Linked DNA regions of Mus musculus: region 2 is linked to region 1. Evidence: chromatin contacts called from public promoter capture Hi-C data. All regions are on one chromosome and are shown on one strand. The core of a region is the stretch at or near the end of the contact, and the rest is flanking DNA. Distances in the headings are between cores, read along the strand shown.

The links. Promoter capture Hi-C pulls out the DNA fragments that hold promoters and counts their contacts.
Region 2: a contact with region 1 is called in a promoter capture Hi-C map of liver. The contact joins the promoter of Cyp2c23 here to the enhancer-like site in region 1. A contact is called at or near these places in 5 of 39 promoter capture datasets (the 3T3-L1 cell line, 3T3-L1-derived adipocytes and liver), 8 of 484 Hi-C or Micro-C datasets (cortical neurons, embryonic stem cells, liver and 1 more), 3 of 115 datasets of contacts at active chromatin or transcription factors (bone marrow-derived macrophages, embryonic fibroblasts and embryonic stem cells) and 3 of 9 other capture datasets (adipose tissue, embryonic stem cells and liver).

Annotation. Positions count from the first base shown.
Region 1 is chr19:43,970,936-43,974,794 of GRCm38.p6, reverse strand. It overlaps Cpn1 (carboxypeptidase N, polypeptide 1), which reads left to right. Exons shown (of 9, transcript NM_030703.2): 3 at 707-862. Among named protein-coding and RNA genes, the nearest start is that of Cpn1, 14 kb to the left of the region's middle. Within about 2 kb of position 2,359, at least 3 of the 459 cell types and tissues checked have an H3K27ac peak or open chromatin away from gene starts, as enhancers often do. A contact at or near this core is called in liver, where this site is marked.
Region 2 is chr19:44,026,788-44,030,852 of GRCm38.p6, reverse strand. It overlaps Cyp2c23 (cytochrome P450, family 2, subfamily c, polypeptide 23), which reads left to right and starts at 1,606. Exons shown (of 9, transcript NM_001001446.3): 1 at 1,606-1,845. The coding sequence starts at 1,666.

The DNA.
Region 1 (3,859 bases), core at 1,110-3,609:
GTTTTGTGATTTCAGAATAATTGTGAGGGTGATGGTGTTGGTCTCGCTCTATGGGCACGCTAAAACTCATTGAATTGTCTTCTTTAAGCAAGCAATTCTGTGCCGCTCTCTTTACAAATCTAGGGGTTGCTCCCGCTAGAGCTTCTCACGGGAGCCCCCAGAACTTTGAATCCCCGCCCCCCGCAAACTGGGACACTGGAAGCCGGAAGGTGACAATAATGCCTCACCATTTCATAGAAAAGCTAGTGTGTTGGTTTGGATGAGAAATCTCCCCCGTAGGCTTGTGTCTGTGAGCACTTGGTCTCTCCGTTGATGGTGGGGGAGGCTATGGAGCCTTCTTTAGGAGCTTGCTAGAGGAAGTGCATTGCTGTGGGTGTGCCTTGAGCATGTACAGCCTCATTCTATTTTCTGTTCTCCCTCACTGCTTCCTGTGTGTATTAAATGTGATCAGCTAGCCTCCTGCATCTGTTACCATGCCCTGCCTTCTGGGCCATTATAAACTCACTCTTTCCTCTGTCCATTTGTCTGTCCTTCCCTCCCTCCCACTTCGGAACCATTTTTTCTTAAGCTGATTTTGGTACTGCTATTTTATCACAGAAATAGAAAAGTAACTAGTGTAACTAGTATTTTTTAAAAGTTACACCATGCTCTTGAAATACAGGACTCTGTTTTAAACACTCATTTCTCCTTTTTCTGTTTCTCCTAGGGCCCAAACATGTCTGGGTATCTGGTTGGTAGGAACAATGCAAATGGGGTGGACCTGAACCGCAACTTCCCGGATCTCAACACCTACTTCTACTACAACTCCAAGAACGGTGGCCCTAACCACCACCTGCCCCTCCCCGACAACTGGAAAAGTCAGGTAGGAAGTGAAAACGGTAACAGAAGCTGATAAATCGTTATCTGGAGCTGCTAAGCATTCTTCATATCAACAGAACCGTCAAGAATTAAGCACGCACCACTCCTTGTTAATTTACCTAGAGGAAGTAATGGCTTCTCTGCATTCTGTCTCCGCAGCATAGAGCCACCACCCTCAACTCCAGCAGCAAGTCCTCAATGACCATTAAGTTGGTAGCCATGGTGGCAAAGGAGGAGAGAGCAGATAATTGGCGATTTCACAAAGCTCTTTCCACACCTGTAGTACTGGGCTGTGAATGTGGCAAGCAACAGAAGCCAACATTAGCCCTGTTTGACAGTTACTACATTCACAGGTCAAATTAGACTCATATATCTAAGATTTAAACCCAGACATGGACTGGGAGATGGCTCACTTGGGAAAGTCCTTATTCTATAAGCACGGGGACCTGAGCTTGAACCCTAGGACCAGTGCCAAAAAGCTAGGTGCAGGGCCAGCAAGCTGGCCCGGGGGATAAAGGTGCTTGCTGCTAAGCCTGAAGACCTGAGTTCGATTCCCAGAATCCACATGGTGGAAGAAGAGAACTGACTCCTGCAAGTTGTCCTCTGATCTTCATAGCAGGTTGTTGTTGTTGTTGGTGGTGGTGGTGTGTGTGTGTGAATACGCACACGCCAGCTTGTACACACTCATGTGCATGAACACACACAGACCTTCTGACTCATATTTCAAAATTGTTTCTGCTGATACTAGATCAGTGGTTCTCAACCTTCTTAATATTGTGGCCCTTTAATACAGTTCCTCGTGGTGACCTCCAACCGTAAACTCATTTTCATTGCTACTTCATAACTCTAATGTATTGCTGTTAGGAATCATAATGTAAATATTTGTGTGTTTTGGTGCTCTTAGGTGACCATTGTGAAAGGGCTGTTCAGCCATGAAGGTATTGAGACCCACAGGTTGAGAACCACTATGGTAGACTGCTAGCAGAAAGCTCCAGTATTTTATAGATATGTTTTGTCCTACTAGTGATGAGCTGGATATTCAACAATATTCGCTACCCACTGAGGTTCCAGGTGTCTGAGTCCTGGCTTCTCCTCTTTTCTTCCATGTGACCCTTTGCGTTTTAAAAAAAAGCTTGCCTTGAGTCCTGTGCTGTGGGAGGCAGCATTTGGGAAGCCCTGGGTAATCTGAGTGATTCCATCCTGCTGTGGACCTGCTGCGGGGAGGGAGTAACTACCGCCATCTTCAGAACACCCCTGGCAGCCCTGGCTTTTCTCCTGTGGGATGGTTTGAGATCCTCGTGGATATCTAAGAGTAGAGGCTGGGACGAGGAACACAAAGCAGGGGAAAGCCTTTCTGTGGGACATTCTTATGTGGGTAGGTTCAGTATTGTCCCCTTGAAAATGACAGGGCTGAAGAGATGGCTCAGTGCTTTATAGACTGCCTACCATTCTTATAGAGACCCCACACTGGACAGCTCACAATTGCCAGTAACTCCAGTTCCTGGAATATCTGATGCCCCGCCTCTTTGTGAACACATCCCCATGCAGACAGCACATACCCACACACAAATACAGATAAAACAAAATCTTTTTTAGAAAATGACGTAAAAATCATGTTGGCATGTTGGATGTCTGGTTATCGCTGACCTTTGAGCTCAGTTAAGTAAGCTAATAACAAAACAAAACCAAGATCATGGGCCTACTCGGTGTATCTAGCCAGAATAATGTCCTGACTTGTTTTTCATTTCGTGAGGCACAAGGTGTCATGGCGCCTAGGCCGGCCTCAAACTCACTTGCCGGGGGTGGTCTTGAACTCTTACTCCAGCGTGCTGAGATTACAGTCATGAGCCATGCTCTGAATTTTTAAAAGATTCATTCTATTTGTGTTTTTTTATGGGGGGAAGGTGGCGCTTAGTGTGTCTGTGTGGGGTGTGTAGACATTAGTTGCGGGTGCTCTCAGTTCAGAAGAGGGCGTCAGATCCCCTGGAGCTGGAGTTACGGTGGTTTTGAGTCACCTGACACGGGGGGCTGAGAACCAAACTTGGGTCCTGTGTGTGCTCTTGACTGCTGAGTCGTCTCTCCAGCTCCATGGTTTGAGTGTTAAACTTGTTTCCCTGTGTAAAGCACAATACTGAGCCTCCCACTCAATCCTCTGCCTAACCCGGAAGAGGAAAGAAATGACGATGAAAACTCCGTCAGGGAAAGGAATGGTGAGCAGAAGCTGGCCTTTTGGGATGTGGAGAAAAGGGCTTGTTTCAGAGGGCCTGAGCTCATGGTCCTACAGCCACGTGCCATGAGATGACAGTTTCGCCAACATACATTCCGTGTGCAGCACTGATTTTCTCCTCATGCAGCCTGCTCAGTTTGTGTAAGTTCGCCCTCCGACTCTGCACTACAACAGAATTGCCAGACATTTCTCAGAACCAGCCCATTCACACCCGATGTGTCTATTCTGGTTGTGTGAGCCCCAACTGTCTTCAGAAAGCCCCCTTTGGGATGGAAAGACAGGACCTTTAGAACTGACCCTTGGTCCAGGAAGAGCCATTAATTAGCTCATGGACCACAGTGAGATCACCAAACAGGACCCCGTGGGAGGTGGAAAGCCCTGGAAACTGGATTATTTGTGCTCAAGTCCAGGGGGTTCAAAGTTTCCTTTACAAAACTGCCACTCAAATCCCAGCAACCACATGGTGGCTCACAACCATCTGTAACAAGATCTGACGCCCTCTTCTGGAGTGTCTGAAGACAGCTACAGCATACTTACATATGATAAATAAATAAATCTTTAAAAGGGGCTGGAGAGATGGCTCAGCGGTTAAGAGCACTGATTGATCTTCCAAAGGTCCTGAGTTCAATTCCCAGCAACCACATGGTGGCTCACAACCATCTGTATGGGATCTGATGCCCTCTTCTGGTGTCTGAAGACAGTGACAGTGCATACACATAAAATAAATAAACAAATCTTTAAAAAACAAAACAAAACAAAACTGCCATTCACTGG
Region 2 (4,065 bases), core at 357-2,856, 57 kb before region 1:
CTGTGGGCAATACAGAACTGGAAATGACAACCTACTGTGGGCAATACAGATCTGGAAATGACTGACAACCTACTGTGGGCAATATAGAACAGGCGCTGAGGTGACCACAAGCCAAGATGAAGCCATTCAACTAAGAATTCTAGTGCTACACACACTTACCTTTTATTTCTACAGTTATTTTTAGATTTTTTTTTAATCAGTAAATTTGACCACCCACTCAAAAAACAACCAGAAGGTTTATTATTTTAAAGAACTAAGCATAGGGTGATACATTCTTATAATCTCAATGCTCCAGACTCTACAATTGAGGGTGAGTTCAAGGCCAACCTGACCTCAACAGAGATTGATCACTTTAGATACAAATAAAAACAAGATAACTTCTTAACCATCGACACTTTTTTTATATAGTGTTGTAAAATTTACCAGAGCATAAATTTTACCATTTTAGCCTGGTGTGATGGCATGGACCTGGGTGTGGTCTCAGTGTTCAGGAGTCTAAGGCAGGAGAATCACTGCAAGTTCAAACAGCCAGGTCCACATAGCAAAACCTCATCTAAAGGATGAAAGCCACTTTGCCGTGTTTAACCCAGTGGCATTAGATACACGCACTGTGCTGTGTATGACCGCTAATGTTATCAATGTTTTCAGAAGCTTTCCAACTTCTCAAACAGAAACTCTGTACCTGTGATACAATAGCCTCCCCTCCCCCCTCCTCCCAACCTCTCTTATCCACTCCCTGAGTATATTAATTTGCCCATTCGAGATACCCCATATGAGTGGAATCTTGTATCTTGCTCTTTCACCTGGCATAGAGTTTTCACGCTTCCTCTACCTTGTAGTGCATGTCAGAATTCCATCCTTTCTTAAGGATGGACGCCATATACCATGTTTCGTTCAATTACTTGTTGATGGACACAAAAGGTTGAACTGATGAGAGACCTGGTTCTCCAAGGAAAACTCTCCTAAACCATCTCAGAGCACGCAACCTAGCTTCTTATTTCTAGTCTGTAAATGTAATTATTTCAATGGTCTTAGAAACCTATGAAATACCAAGCACAGCTTTGTATGTAGTGAGCTCGCAGGGCTGAGAAGGTCGGACAGTAGCGAGAAAATACAAGAGCTAGGGAGATGACTCAAGGCGGAAGCATTCCCTGCACAAGCGTGACCTGAGTTCGAATCCCCACATCTATATAAAGCTGGGTGTGGTGGTGTGCATCTGTGATCCTGGTGCTCGGGTGACAAGATGGGAGGTGGGGGGCAGAAGAATCACAAGTTTGACTGCCAGATTGCTTAGCAATACAAAGGCAAACAATAAAGAATGTATCTCAAGGTGGGGAGCGAGAACCAACATCCAAGATTGTCCTTTGACCTACATAATAATGTGCGCATGCGTCTGTGAGCATGTGCACATACATCATATACATACAGAAAAAAAGAAGAAAATTATGGATTTCTGAGTACAAGGAAAAGCAGCAGCCCTCTTGATCTCAGGCTCCAGCAAACAAACTCAACCCCATTCTGTTTTTTTGGGTTTTTTTTGTTTTTTTTTCCCCAAGTCCAAAACTCTGAGCAGCCTTTGCCCAGGCAGGGAACGCCCACCTACCGATTATTGGGGCTTAAGCTTTGCTCACAACAGGCAGCTTCAGTTAACATCCCGGGGCTGACATGGAGCTGCTGGGTCTCCCTACGCTTGCTCTCCTGGTTTTGGTGATGTCCCTCAGCCTCCTTTCAGTGTGGACAAAAATGCGCACTGGGGGGAGACTGCCCCCTGGCCCCACTCCACTTCCCATTATTGGGAATATACTGCAATTGGACCTCAAAGACATCCCTGCATCGCTTTCCAAGGTAAGGGGCTCTCGTCCTCGGGGGGGGGGGGGGGGGGGGGGTTGCTTCCAGGTTAGGTAGGCACTCATCTCTTGGTCCTGCTCAGACCACATGGGGTACTGGCTATCCCACTGCCTGCTTAGATCTGTTTATATTGTAGGCTCTTTGGGGTGCCCTTTTTGGTATTGCAGAAATGTAAATAATTCTTATCCTTCGAGAGCCGGATCACTTCAGAGCAAATAGTGAGAGGCCTCGGCCTACTCGGAGATGTTAGTTTGGCTCCTAAATAAGAAGTTTCTGGGATCAGAACGTTTGTAGGGTTTTTGGGTTTTTTTGTTTTGTTTTGTTTTGTTTTGTTTTGGTTTGGTTTGGTTTGGTTTGGTTTGGTTTGGTTTGGTTTGGTTTGGTTTGGTTTTTTTTGGGGGGGGTGGTTTTTTTGTTTGTTTTTTGTTTTGTTCTTTTGTTTGTCTTTTGTTTTTTTCGAGACAGAGTTTCTCTTTATAGCCCTGGCTGTCCTGGAACTCACTCTGTAGACCAGGCTGGCCTTGAACTGTAGAAATCTGCCTGCTTCTGCCTCCAAAGTGCCGGGATTAAAAGCGTGCACCACCACTGCCTGGCCAGAAAGTATTTTAAATGAAAGGCTGGTTCCATTAATATATATCACCAAAAAGCAAGCTCCACAAACGTAAAAGTATACATTAGTGTTTTATACTAAATTATCTGTGGGAAACTGTGATTCTCCTTCTAAGGAGGACCTCTCCCCTCCCTACACTCTCCTGTAACAGCACAGCTCGGCTGCTCCTGCTATAGTGGGAGTGGTAATATCTCTGTAAGTTCACTGTGTGAAAACACAGTCTTCAAGATGGAGAAACTGTATAAAAATTTCTCTGATTATAAATCTTTGAACTAAATAATTTATTAGATGAACAAATTAGTCCATATTTTCTGACAAGATGTCTCTCTGATCCTGAGACTATTAAAGCAAACAGCAGACAATCCCCTCCTTGACAAGCATATTTTGCCGGGCGTGGTGGTGCACGCCTTTAGTCCCAGCACTCGGGTGGCAGAGGCAGGTGGATTTCTGAGTTCGAGGCCAGCCTGGTCTACAGAGTGAGTTCCAGGACAGCCAGGGCTACCAGAGAAACCCTGTCTTGAAAACAAACAAAAAACAAACAAAAAAACAAAAAAAAAAAACAAAAAAAAAAAACCAAAACAAGAAAGCATATTTTAATAAGGACGACTCAGACAGAATGCTGTTGCATGTTCGCTATAGCAAACAAGAATGCAGAGATTGAAAGAAGCAAACCTTTAATACACTTTTTTTTTCCCGAGACAAGGGTTTCTCTGTATAGCCCTGGCTGTCCTGGAACTCACTCTGTAGACCAGGCTGGCCTTGAACTCAGAAATCCGCCTGCCTCTGCCTCCGGAGTGCTGGGATTAAAGGCGTGCGCCACCACTCGCGGCTACACTTTACTTTTAAAACTCTATTTTATTACACTTATTTAGTCTGTGAATGTATGTGTATGTATGTGCTTGAGAGTGCATGCCATAGACACACGTGGCAGCGAGTAGGCGTTGATACTCTCTTTCCGCCAAGGGTCTAACACAGGTCATCAAACTTGGTGGCAGGTCCCTTTTCCTGCTGAGTGATCGAATTGGCCCAACTTTACTTTTCTCCCCCAAAGATTGGCAGATGATTTTTTTCATTAATTAATTACTTTACTTCACATTCCAATGGCAACTTTCCCTCCCTCCTCTCCTCCCAGTCCTTCCCTCTCCCCTCCCCTCCCCCCACCCTCTCTTCCCTTTCTCCTCAGAGAAGGGGAGGTCACCCACGCATATCAAACTGCCTTGGTGTATCAAGTTACAGTAGAGAGAGCCAACCCCTGACACTGTCAATGCTATTCTGCTCTGCTTGCAGACAGGAGCCTAACGTAACTGTCACCTTGAGGGGCTTCACCCAGCAGCTGACATAAACACATGCAGAGACCCACAGCCAAACGTTAGGTAGAGCTTGGAGAATCTTGTGAAAGAGGGGGAGGAAGGAGTGAAGGAGCCAGAGAGGTCAAGAACACCACAAAAACAAACAAACAAACAAAAAAGAAAACAAAAACTTAACAAAATCAATTAACCAGGGCCCCTAGGGGCTCATTGAGACTGCATGGGACAGACCTAGGTCCCCCTACACATATATAACAGACGTATAGCTTGTTCTTCATGTGGGACCCCTAACAGCAGGAG